2 separate regions of the Mus musculus genome follow, and region 2 is linked to region 1. A link is a contact called in public Micro-C data. All regions are on one chromosome and are shown on one strand. The core of a region is the stretch at or near the end of the contact, and the rest is flanking DNA. Distances in the headings are between cores, read along the strand shown. Region 1 holds the start of Tcf24 (transcription factor 24). Region 2 overlaps Cspp1 (centrosome and spindle pole associated protein 1).

Region 1 (6,669 bases), core at 1,104-3,603:
CTGAGAGCTGGTACTAAAGACATGTGCCACCATACCAGGCTAAAAGCTGTTCCTTAATTTAAACAACAAATAGTTGAAACCAATTTATTGTTAAATGTATACAAAATATATGTATATTATAAAATGTTTAAGCATTTTATTCTATGCTATGTAATATTTGCTTTCTACCTTTAATCGTAAAGACAATCTTAACATAACTCAAATAAATTTAAATATATTTAAAAGACTTAAGAATAACTTAATAATTCTTAGAGCCTGGCGTGGTGGCGCACACCTTTAATCCCAGCTTTCGGGAGGCAGAGGCAGGCAGATTTTTGAGTTCGAGGCCAGCCTGGTCTACAAAGTGAGTTCCAGGACAGCCAGGGCTACACAGAGAAACCCTGTCTCAAAAAACCAAAACCAAAACAACAACAACAACAACAAAACCCCAAAGACTCGGTAGTATGGCAAAGATTAAACATTAGTGACAACCTACTTGGCTTGATCTCGGCCTTAGCCTTTTACTAGGTATTCAACACTGGACAAGTGGCCCAATCCCGGAATCCCATCCTCAGCTTTTGTAAAGGCAAACTGAGAATTAACCTGTAAAGCGCTCAGCACATGAAAAGTGCTGTGTGCTGCCTGCTACTTATGAAATAGTTGATATGAAATAGTGGAGTTTTAGAATTACCTGTAGTTAAAGTGACTGAAATTTATTATTATATCCAAAGTACACTGTAGCTGTCTTCAGACACACCAGGAGAGGAAGTCAGATCTCATTTCAGATGGTTGTGAGCCACCATGTGGTTGCTGGGATTTGAACTCAGGACCTTCAGAAGAGCAGTCAATGCTCTTAACCACTAAGCCATCTCTCCAGCTGAAATTTAACTATCAAAGTCTCTCACAGGAATTTGGACTTAGAATCAGCCTGCATAGAATAGCAAAGATAGGACAAAACAGGAGAGGCTCAGTGGTCTGTTCTGTGAACCTCAGTCTTCTCACACACTGTTGGGCAACACCTGCTCTGCTGCCAGCCGGTGCTGTCCAGGAGAGCAACAGGCTAACTAGAAAGATGTGTCCAGGCGTCTCTGCACAGCCACAGCCCACCTAACCTCCCTCTGTCTGTGTGCCTCTCAAAGCAGGGAAGCCTGGATAGTTATGAACCTTTTCTACCAACAGTGTGTCCTGGGTACTTTATCACCTTTTTCTGCATGTCAATTAAATGCTGGTGTGTTTTTGTTTGTAAATACAGGAATCTGTCCTTGAAGGAATCTGAAAGCTCGCTAACAAAAAACGATATCCATGAACCTCACCTTCTCCAAAATCCAAAAGTAAAGGAAAATTTGTCTGAGAAAAAGGAGTAAATTCAGCCTCGAGTGATTTGATTTCTTCATAGAACTAGGCAACAGCATGTTTTGAGGGTTTGTGGACTTCACTTATCTCGGTGTGTAAGTTGTTTGATTTGTTTCTTTATAGAATCTGAGACTTTGCTTTATGTGCGTGAATTCTGGGATCTATTTACTTTATTAGCTATTAAATAAAATTTGCCAGGAAATAAAATGTGGTTTCGTATTATGTGGTTTCTTATTCAACACAAGTCCTTTTGAATCAAGGAAATCTGAGTGTGCGTTCTAAAGCCTAAAGCCCATTACAGTCTTAGAATCACCGTGATTCACTGACAAGTCCACGTTTCGGTCCATCGTGGTATAAAAAGTCCTGCGTTGCTATCTTACTGTTTGGTATTCCCGACGTGGAAAGTTAGAAATCTGCAGCGAAATGTTCGCGAATCTATAAACTAGCCTTGCCCTCAGTGACATTTCATATCTGATACTCAGAACCTGCAAAGAGGAAACCGCGCTGATTCCTATCCCGGTTCAGAGAATCTGGCTGGGCTGCGGCGAGAACCGCGTCCGCCACGGGCTGCAGCACTGAGTCCCGCCGGCGCCGGGGTCAGCCTGAGCCTGTGGGCGAGCGGGTGCCGAGGCCGGAAGGCGGCCGTGGCGGTGGCGGGTCTCTAGGTCACGGTGTACTGAGGAAAGGCTTCTACTGCAAGAATCTTCACCTTGTAGAATTAAAGGCGGACGGGGACGCACACGCGACGGCTCTGCTCCTGAAGTCCCGCTGTACTAAACCCCCGGGTCCCGTCCCAGCTGGACCACCGTAAACTACTCTCAACCTTCCGGCCAGAGGGGGCGGGGCCAGGCGTCCGCCCCACCCCCGAGCGGTTTGATTGATGAGTCTATCCGCCGAGGGGGCGGCTCCGGGACGCCGCTGCCCCTAACCCAAGGGCTCGGGTGGGAGACCCTCTCGGCCCGACGTGGCTTTGCTGGCTTCGGACGCCCACATAAAAGGCGGCGCAGAGCCTGGACAAGGATGGAGTGACCCACCCGCTCGACGCCCTTGGCCGCCTAGCCCTGCTCAGCCGAACCCCGCACGGCCGCTGCGGTGGGGGGAGGAAAGGTGAGGTGACGCCAAGTCCGAGGTGAGGCCGAGTCCTGCAGCCCCGTTTCCCCGGGCGGGCGGGCGGGCGGGCGGGCGGGCGGGGTGTGTCAGCGGGGACCGGAGCCTGAGCCCTGGGCGCCTTCAGGAGCAGCTCAGCACCTGGGGACTCGAGGGCGAGGGCGAGGCCGCGAGGCCGGGGCTCACGGCCGCCCGCTCCTTTGCAGTGCACGCCGGGGAAATCGGAGCCGGAGTCGCCATGGAGCGCGGCCGTCCCGCTAGCAGCCCACGCAGCGCGGAGTCCGCCGCGCCGCCCGCCGCCGCCCGCGACTGGAGCCCAGGACCGACCGGGACCGGGCCAACAGGCCTCAGCGGGGTCGCGGCGCGCTCCGGGGGTGGCCGTCCAGCCGCCGCGAACGCCGCGCGGGAGCGCAGCCGAGTGCAAACCCTGCGACACGCCTTCCTGGAGCTGCAGCGCACGCTGCCGTCGGTGCCGCCAGACACCAAGCTGTCCAAGCTGGACGTGCTGCTGCTGGCCACCACCTACATCGCCCACCTCACCCGCAGCCTGCAGGACGACACCGACGCGCCCGGAGACCCCGGTCTGGGCGCCTTGCGAGGCGACGGCTATCTGCACCCAGTTAAGGTAGGCGACTCTTCTGGGCTAGGAGCCCTCGAGCCACACTGTCACCGCCTGAGCAGATCCCACGGATCTGGCATTCCTCCCAGCCACCTGGGCGATGGTGACAAGGTCCCCACTGCAAGAGGCTGCTTCTTAACAGTTTGCAATCTAGAGGCTGGAGCGTTTAATTCTACCTGGACTCGCACACAAATTTCTCAAGCTTGGTAAAGATTTTCGGTCTTTCAGGGTGAAAAATAGGTCGGCTGTTGTACCTTCTGACTACCTGGTAACAACTAAGTTACATTCATGCCTTCGAGTGTCAAGTGTCTTTAACTTAAATAGTTGCATTCCTACTGTCTTTTTCTTGAGCTAATCCAAAAGCTTCATGAATTAAACGGAATCATGGAACTAATTCTTGGCCCCTAAAGTAATTATTAAAAAAAAAAAAAACCTGCCAAAATCATTAAAAACAAATGAGAGCATTCAGCATCCCCATAGAGTAAAATTTCAATCACAGTTAAATCTAGTGGAATATACAGCCACCAAGAATGTTAGAAGAAAACCCATGTTTCCATTAACTGTCATATTAGATTGCCTGTATGTTGAGTGAATTGGTCTGTATTCAGATTAGCCAAGAGAAACCATTTTGCATGATTTCTTTACGTATATGTGAAGTGGTCATGAGTGGGACTTGCATTTTCACCGTGGTGCAGTGGTCTCTGCATCATCATCTTCTAGATTTCTTTTGAAACCTTCAATTGATCTTTCTCTTCAGAATGGAGAATCTCTCTGTTGTCTAGATTTAAGTGTTCAGATTTGTGTCACTCTGTTCTGAAGTATTTGAACACAAATTCACACAATTAGAACTTAATCTTAAGTATCTAAGTGTTGAATAGATTATGAGTTAACAAAAATGAGGAGCTACATTTTGTTGAAATGTAATAAAACACATCTAATTTTATTTGTGTTTAAAATTATAGAATGCATTTTAACAAAACTTACTTTGAAAATACTATTAACATGGTGGTAGACTTAAACAGCTTAAATGTTAAGTGTGAAAACCTGAAATATTATTTATAATAATAATAGAACTCATTCCATCCCCGAGTTTTATAGCTGAAAACTCACTCATTATAATTAAGAGTTTTGTATTACAGTGAGCATTAAATTAATGGGATCCAGCTATCTCACTAATAGTTATCTCTGACTTGATGTTTGCCATATATCCCAAGAATGTCTATTTGAACATTAAGATTTCAATATCATAAGTAGAAGCTAAATGTCTCCCTCATAGTTGATAAAATTTAGAAGGAGATCAAGTCTTTCACCTCAGTGTCAAACAAGGCTTTCTTGATTGCAAAATGCTAGAGACATCGGGGTTAGAAAGAAACAGGCAGAGCAAACTAGCACTGCACTTGACTCGCATGGCAAATGTTCTTATCCTTAGAACTGTTTTAAGGAAAATAATCTGATTTTCTGTCTGATTCTAAAAGACAGTGCCCATAATATCTAAATTTCTAAACCTAGAGATAATTATAGAAGGGCAACGATTATCTCATAAAAGATGAAATTGACAATAGTTAACAATGGCTAGTTTAAAATTAAACATTTGATTTAACACTATGTAGAAATCTTTGCTTTAGGACAGGAAATACAACTGGAAGACTCAATCTCTTCCCTAAACAAATACAATATGGAGCTTAAAATAAAAATATAAATTGTAGTAGAGTACCGTAAAGAAGGATATTATATTGATTAAGAAAAACAGTCTAGCCGGGAGGTGGTGGCGCAGGCCTTTAATCCCAGCACTTGGGAGGCAGAGACAGGTGGATTTCTGAGTTTGAGGCCAGCCTGGTCTACAGAGTGAGTTCCAGGACAGCCAGGGCTACACAGAGAAACCCTGTCTCAAAAAAAAAAAAAAAAAAAAAATCTAAATCACCAGCTGTGGAGCTTCAGAAAACAGAAACTTTACATACTTTGTTGAAATTGGCTGCCTACATTTTATGTTTAAATATTAAGTCTAATCCTTAATACAACAATAATAAAAATATTCTGATCATTTTACTTTAATAAAGCCTTATTATAAACTTCCATAGATAGCCCTTATGGTTTTAAAGTTACTATTCCTATAATACAACAGTGTTACTAAGTGCTACACAAATTACTAACAATATTTTAACAAATATTCCAGTTCTGTCCAGTTTGAAATGTCAGGCCTCCTAAGCACTATTATGAGCATATTAGAATGATTGGGGACTTCAGAACATCACAGATGTAGAGCGAGATAGAGTCAGGGGTGAGGCTCGGTGGAGTTTGCACGGCCTTGGCTTCTGCTCACTTAGCTGGAAGATGGATGGAGAAGTGAACTTCTGAGGCTCACCTTGGGAAACTGGCAGTTTCAGTCAGCACTAGGGGCCCAGATCGTACAGAGACTCTCTAACTGCCAAGCCCCATGAGAGTCACTCTCCATACGATGGTAAAGAAGAATTTTAAAACTGTGTTCATCTGGGGGTCAGCTAGTTAGAGTAAGAGAGCATTTTTAAAGCTCTTCAATTCGGGCTCAGTTCTGGTTAATTGCTATATTTTATACGTTTAAACAAAGCAACATCATTTTAAGTATTTCTTAAAAATAGAGAACAAAGCATAACGATGTATACGTGCACATGAAGTTGCCAAAGGTTTATTACTTGATATGCAAACCTAAGAATTTATAATCCATATGATTTAAAAACAAGCTGAAAATCGACCAAATATGTCTTAGTGGAAAGGAAGAGTCAGGGCTGTGCTCCCCCATCGCATCTGGAGACATTAAAGTAGGACTTCTGTTGACTGCCACAAAAAGTGACTTTCCAGGGGATAGCACATTCTCACTTACTAACATTTTTGTTCCTGTTTCTTCAGTTTTCTTTGACATTTAAAAAATTCCCCCGTTTGTGAGAGACGGTGCTGCGCTTCGGTGTGTGTGTGTGCACTGATGTTCAAATGATGCTGCCCCGAACAACTGCAGCCACACTCCAGTCAGAGTGACATTGGCCATGGTCCTATAAACGTTCAAAATCATTTATTCATGCACATTACAGAACATTAAGTACATTATCATTACCTATAGTCACCTGCCGCGAGACAGACCTCAAACTCCAAAGTGCAGGCTGCTTTGTGAAGTTGCCTGCCACTGCTGTTCAGGGCCTGCCTAATCCTCCGTCCTAATGCCACTTTTAGCAGATGTCTATTTTGTATATAACTGAGCACTGCTTCTTCAGAACTAATGTTTTAAAATTAATTTTATTTTAGGATTCGCTTGGAATTAAAATACAGTTATAGACTTTCTCCATTTCAGCGATAGTCAATCGCCTTAAGTTCTTGCGGTTCTTGTCAAACACTCAAGTATGTTATTTTTACAGTTATAATTCAAAGCCTTTGCTTGTATCACTAGTATTGCTAAAAAGTCTTCATATTGTCCTATAGGCTTTGTAATTTTAATCCTTACTAGCTAAATAAATCTCATGAGCATTAATGTATCTTGAAGTTTAGATATTGTATACCTTCACTGTCTGTCGTAGGTACTAACTTTCAGAATCTTACTTAAGTACTCTCTTTTCAGAAGTGGCCCATGCGATCAAGACTGTATA
Region 2 (6,669 bases), core at 1,233-3,732, 120 kb before region 1:
GAGTATCAGAACAAACTAATAAAATTGGACTTGATTCTAAGGATGATTCTATTGTCAATAAATGTATAATACTTTGATTAAATGAAACTCTATCTTTTTCATTTACATACTATTGCTTCCATAAAAACAATTATCCTTACTAAACCACCAGGAAAATGTTTATAGAACATATAGAAAACTCACAGTATACAATATTGGGATCCAGTGTATTTCTGGCACCGTAAAAATAGTACGCATCATCGTAAGGAGTTCGATAGTTAGAAGCTGGAGGGGCAAGGAGCGGAGGCGGGGGTGGATTCAGAGGCACAGGCAGAACCCTATAGCAAAAGAAAACCAAAAACACTGTCCTCATATTTTATTACTTTTAATCAAGATCTTTTGCAAAAAAGGTGTTATTAAAATTAAACATCAACCCTGTACTAATTGTTCAAGAAAAATTAGGAATCAAAAAGCAAATAGTAACAAATTTTACAACTTCAGGAACACTTTGCTAAGATGCAAACAAGTTAAAGTAATTGAGTAATATCCAATAGCCATTATGTACCATATTAAACAAAGGCATGTATGCTCCTCTGCCCTTAGTAATAATACGGAATCAACAGTTACAACAGTGCAGCATCCGTGAGGCAAGTGACAAAGAATGCCAGAGGAATACAGAGCAGGAATACTCAGATATAAGGAGACAGGAGGAAAGCCGGAAGATTCCCAAAACAGGAAGTATCATATGATGAGAGTCACACACAGAGAGGGAGGACCAAGAGCTCCGCCACCTCAGGATTACAAATGGTTCTGTGTGGGCAAGGGAGTGCATAGCATGAGTATGTTTATGCATGTCAATAGCTGCACACACATGGTGTATAGGAACTCGTGTGTGTAGGAGAGGCTGGTCACATGAGTATGTACAAATGCACAAGCTAGCAGTCATCCTTGTATGTAAGTTCTGGGGAGCTGTCCACTTTGTTTGTAAGATGGGGTTGCTCACTGGCCAAGAAATCACTAATTACACTGGCTGGCTAGCAAGCCCCAGGTATCCAGTCTCTGCCTGCCAGCACTGAGAACACAAATTCATCCCACAACACCCAGCATTTTTACTGACTGAGCTATCTCCCCGACCCAAAGGGTATATTTTTTATATGTAAAACCTACTGCTTTTTCACAGAAAGTTAAACCACAATGTGGCTACTTGAGAATCCATATGGCCCTGATATATTTAAGAGTTCATAAATTTAAAATGTATAAAACCTTGTCCTTCCACATTTCCTCACTGAGGAGCAAATGTGCTTCTACCAGCACAGGATTTACTCTTCACTAATAGAAATGGCAAAGGCAAATAACTTTAGATAAACAAAGAAAAAGGGGAGACTCTAGGTTTTTTTACTCAAACATTAACATATTTTGCCTTAAAGAATCTGAGGGCTGAGGTAACACCAAAGTCTCTTCGGTAGGCAGCGGTTCCACACGTTATTGGTCAGTCAGTGAGTCTAACCTCACCATCATCAGTGCAGACGCCAGCAAAAACAACCTGAGTAACTGTTATGAAAACAATCTATTATCAGCAACTCCTAAATTGTATCTATACATAGAAAACTAATGTTTACATCAGCCCTCTAACTATGTCAAGTACTACCATCACCTTTTACAAATGAGAAAACTTTTTTGCATAAAGTCCAGTGAAGCCGACTACTCCAGCCTCTAACCCACAACAGAAAGCACTGTGGCTCTCTAATTCCAGTCTCTCAGCCTTTGGAGTAGGGAAGCCATTGAAGAAAATGAAGGAAGTACCTGAGAAAGGCTGTAAGAAAAGCCCCACAGTTTGTTAGTAACAAATAAAAGACCAAGTCCTGCTGAAAGATATCTCAGAAATGTATTAGAAGATTAAGAAAAACATCTACAAATGTAAAGATATTCCTATAATTAGTATATTAATAATTACAGGCCAGAAAATATTCGTGTTACAGGGTTTCTATTATATATAGATTAGCATAATGTGTTTTCCCTATAGAAATGACATGTTCAATATGAAATCCAGGGTTATAATCCCAACAGCCCAAGAGTAAGCCCAGAGAAAACTGTTAAGCCAGACAGACATGTACCAGATTAGTAAATTTTTTGGAATAAGCTGAAGAAACAATTCAATGATTGCCAAGTGGAAATAACTGAACAATGCATACCTTATACTAACATGTAGTTACTAATTCATTTTAAAAATAGTAAATGATAAAAACATTGAAGATTTCTCCTTTTTCTAACAGCAGAGAAGAAGTATCAATAACAATGAAGAAGAAAAAAACTCCTCAGCGAAGTTGCTCATGGCCCTGAGGCATCTCGGAAGCATCATCTGCAGCAGCACACCCTTGTAAGGTGGAGCACACGCGGCCTACCCTAATTCCCAAAGACAAACATTTAAACAAGCACCTGGGATGCGCCAGTTCACCAAGGGTGCTGCCGAGTCCACTGTGCAAGTCTTCATTGTGAGAAGGGGCGGAATGAACTGGTGGGACGGATGGGCTAGACGGGGCAGAGAAGGGAGGGGGAGGTGTCTGGAAAGCTACTCTGGGCCTCTCAGGTGGCATCTCTTCAAAGTGTCTTGGTGTCAAACTAAACTGCTTTAGTCTATCAGGCTACAATAAAGAAAAAGACAAAAAAAAAAAAAGAACCTGTTTGTTACATAGAATCATAAGTTTAAGGGTGACAAGGACCTCCAAGGACCCCAGCAGGCACTTAAGACAGTCACAGAACAGCAAAATTTTACAGCTAAAAAAGACCTTAAAGATCTGCTTCTTATTTTATAAGCAGGAAACTGAGACTGCCGAGAAGCAGGTAAGTCACCTGCAGGCTCATGATCAGTACATGGATAAAGAACAAGTCCAGGCAGCTGTGAACTCCCGCGCAGGTCTCTCTCTTAGACAGCAGCAGCAGCAGCAGCACATCTCTCCTCAGTTGCTACTTGGGAGACCCACTAGGGAAGGCTTTGCAGGCCTCAGTCTCCCTACAACAATCATGTGAGCACTGAAGGAAGCTGTGCCACAATAAGAACGAATTTACAAAAAAGCCACAACAGGGTAGGCCAGAGCTGCTCACTAATCTTTACTCAAGAATATCATTTTATGGAATTTTTAAATCTTAAATAATCTTTAACTACTCCCTCTAATACAGATTTATTCAATTTGACACTCTTTAGGTGATTCAATTCCAGAATAAATAAGTTCTACTACAGACTATAAAATAATTTATAAATTTATTAATCTACAGTTTTAAATTTTATAATTATCATATAAAGTTATTATAACATATATTTAATTATAGGAATATAATTTACATATTTGTATGATTCTTTTATAAATTTATAAAATAATATGGTTGTATAAACTTGTTAACATAGATCATTATATAATTACTAAAACTATAATTCATAATTTAATAAATTTATTAAATGATATTTAAGTATTCCCTCTAATGCATATTTATTCAACTTGACACTCTTTAGGTGATTCAATTCCAGAATAAATAAGATCTACGATATACTGTAAAATTTAACATGCCAATGTATTATACTAAAAAGCTCAAGTTTCGAAAAGCTAATTTTTTATTGCAATGGCTACTTTAAAGGTATTTAATGAGAAACAAAAAAGAATTACCTTTGGACCCTTTTTTCCCCCTGCAGGCCATACTTTCGGGAAGGGTGTTTCCTCCCTGTTACTGGGAACCAGGGATTAAGTGTAAGGCCTCACCCTGCTAAGCAGCAGCTCCCCACTGAGCTACTGATCCTTTACATTCCCTTGGTTTGCTGTTTACTTTACTTTGTGAGCCTTATTAAGATGCCAGACTCACTGTAAACTTACTCTGTAGCCCACAGAGGCCTCAGCTCCTCAAGCAGCTATAAAAAGAATATGATCCATCCTGGGTCAGGATTGACTTGTAAGGTTAAAATGTGTATGACAGGAATAGTCAGAAACACAAAAAGAAGCACACTGGAGCAGAATAAAACACGAGGGCCAGCAGCCTCTGGTGACTGAACCAGGCTCTGCACATCTCAGGAACACGCACAACTGAGCTACGCCATCACCCCAGCACCAAATTTTAAAGCAAATAACCCAAGGCACACATACTTAAGTCGATCAGTAAGTTATCTATATCTGAATAATAATTAACACAAATTTTAAGGATTTGCTAGATCCTTTAGAAAGACTGAAGATTTTATTAAAACTAGAGGTCTTAACCATCATTAGCAAAAGAAACAAAAACTTTCAGCAAATAAACACTACACATCCAACAGCAACAAAGGGCACTGTGGGAAAGCAAGAAACCGTTACCTCCTCCTTACTTAACTGCAATGATGTGTGGGAGCCACTCCACTTAAGGACGTTGAGAATTGCAAAAGTCAAGTAAAAAGAGTAGGATTATCCTTCAGTTTCACAGTAACAGGATGAAAGACACAAGTTACACATTTTTTAAAAAATTATCCTCATTAAGAAAAAGAAATTGTTAAGACATACTTAGCAGTATTAATATCAAGTTTAAGCTACACTGGTTTAACTTTCACATGGATGTGGCACAAATACACAGAAGACAAAACAAACTAAAAAAATGATACACAAATGAAAGGGGAGTCATCTTAAACTAACAGTGGGTAACATGTAACAACAGTTAACATTTCTATACTTCACAGTAGTTATGATTGACACTTATGAAAATCCAACGGAACTGCCCTTTACAGTATCCCAACATGTGAAGCCTCCCCGGCTACTAACACACTTGAGGCTTCTTTGAATAAAGGATTAAGCACTAAAAGATGCCAAGAACTCTTACCGATTTTTCAGGGTCTTGTACTCCAGAAGTTGTAATTCCAAATGCTAAATCTTTTTCTCTAAACAAAATTAAGATTTTGTAAATTGAAAAATTGTAGTAAACACACTTTGTCAAAATTGTCGTCATAAATGAAATATGTCTGTACATGAAGCCTGTATAGTACATTTCCAAATACAAATAATTCCTTTGAAAATAAAGCTTTAAAATTCTAAAGTCAAATTTAATCATAGTACATAGGAAACTGTAATTTACATGTCAAGTGCCTTAGCTCTAAATGAAGACTGGAGACATTTCAAAGACAAAGTAATTTGCACAGAGTAACAGACAAAAACAAAACCAAGTATTTTATTTTTAAAAAAAAAAATTAAAATCTTTTTAAGAGCACATGTATATTTTCATGCCAAAAAGTTAAATCCCTTCCATAAAGATTTTTAAAGAGAGTCTCCATAACACCGGAGAGGCGCTCAGCAGTTCAGAGCCCTTGCTGCTCTTGCAGGACCCAGGCTCGGTGCTCAGCACCCACTTGGCAGCTCATCAGCACTGGAAACCCAGTTCTACACACCCAGGCACCCTCTTCTGGCCCCCAGGGAACCAGGCACACACCAGCATACACATTTTACATGTAGACCAACAAGCAAAACACCCATACACATAATATAAAAATAAATCTCAATAGTACAGGGCTTGCTTAACTAACAAGCACAAGGCTCTGAGTTTGAAAGCCAGCACTACAAAAATTAATGATTTTTTTTAAGGTAGCTTAATAGTAGATATTAACATATTACTTTCCTCTTGGAGGTGAGAAAAAAAAATTACAAGGTAACTTTCAAATTCTTTGGAACCAATATTTTTATTCCTAATCTTAATGCTTCACAGATTAAGAAAATTGTGAAAGGGTCAGAAGGATTAAAATTGATTAGTTACATCTGTGAAACTGTCAAAGGAAAATTAATCGAAAATAAAAAAGATTCTAGACAGGGTCGACTACAATGGAGTACTGTGATGTAAACACTTTAGACACTTTATATGCATGAGTGTATGCTTACCATTTCTTATTTTCAAAGGAAACTACTTTTGAGTCTGTTTGTATATGGGCAATAATCTAGCAGACACTGGTAGGTGATTCACAATCAAGTTACAGTAGAAAAAAACTGTCATTTATTCTTCTCATTTCACGAAAATGCTTTCTGCTAAATGCAAGCTTTTCATTACCGTCTCTTCTTCTTCTGTTGCTCAGCTATCTGTTCTAGTAGTTCTTGCCTATATTTCTCCTTCCTTCTCTTGGTAAGTTCTCGATCTTCACCTCCTGGATAAAAAATAAAGAAATAAACTTAACTCTTATTTATCGCATGCAACTAAAACTCAAGCTTAAGAAATTCAGTGTTGCCAGGCAGTGATGGTGCACGCCTTTAATTCCAGCACTCGGCAGGCAGAGGCAGGCGGATTTCTGAGTTCGAGACCAGCCTGGTCTACGGAGTGAGTTCCAGGACAGCCAGGGCTACACAGAGAAACCCTGTCTCAAAAAAACAAAAAAAAAGAGATTCAGTGTTTAAGTAATTACTATAGTTATGAGGAAAGTCACAGCAATACACCAATAACTTTCTTAATGTATAAGTTCAAATCATGGGTCAAACATAACATGCATTAGTAATTGCAAAACTTTCCTCTGAGTAACAGAAGGCTCTACTCCCTAACCCTTTATATGCTGGTTTGTATGAGAAATGTTCCTCCTGGGTCCTGGCCTTTAGACACTTGGTCCGAGTTTGTGACACTGTTTGGAAGTGTGCCTGAGTGGGCTGAGAACTTACGGTCTTGTCTTACTTCCAGTTTGCTCTCTCTGCTTCATGCTTGTGCTTTAAG

The links. Hi-C and Micro-C count contacts between places; a contact is called where the count stands out from the background.
Region 2: a Micro-C map of embryonic stem cells shows a contact between it and region 1, with 2.3 times the contacts expected there. The contact joins the enhancer-like site here to the promoter of Tcf24 in region 1. A contact is called at or near these places in 2 of 39 promoter capture datasets (the C10 cell line and liver), 3 of 484 Hi-C or Micro-C datasets (the Ba/F3 cell line, the G1E-ER4 cell line and embryonic stem cells) and 2 of 9 other capture datasets (adipose tissue and pancreatic islet).

The regions. Positions count from the first base shown.
Region 1 is chr1:9,963,494-9,970,162 of GRCm38.p6, reverse strand. Tcf24 (transcription factor 24) reads left to right here and starts at 2,353. Exons shown (of 3, transcript NM_001285425.2): 1 at 2,353-2,439; 2 at 2,646-3,064; 3 at 6,642-6,669. The coding sequence starts at 2,678. It overlaps Ppp1r42 (protein phosphatase 1, regulatory subunit 42), which reads left to right. Exons shown (of 9, transcript NM_145692.2): 9 at 1,232-1,541. The coding sequence ends at 1,343.
Region 2 is chr1:10,081,699-10,088,367 of GRCm38.p6, reverse strand. Cspp1 (centrosome and spindle pole associated protein 1) reads right to left here. Exons shown (of 30, transcript NM_026493.3): 10 at 6,022-6,115; 11 at 4,810-4,867; 12 at 2,416-2,621; 13 at 184-317. Among named protein-coding and RNA genes, the nearest start is that of Cspp1, 47 kb to the right of the region's middle. Within about 2 kb of position 2,482, at least 14 of the 459 cell types and tissues checked have an H3K27ac peak or open chromatin away from gene starts, as enhancers often do. A contact at or near this core is called in embryonic stem cells, where this site is marked.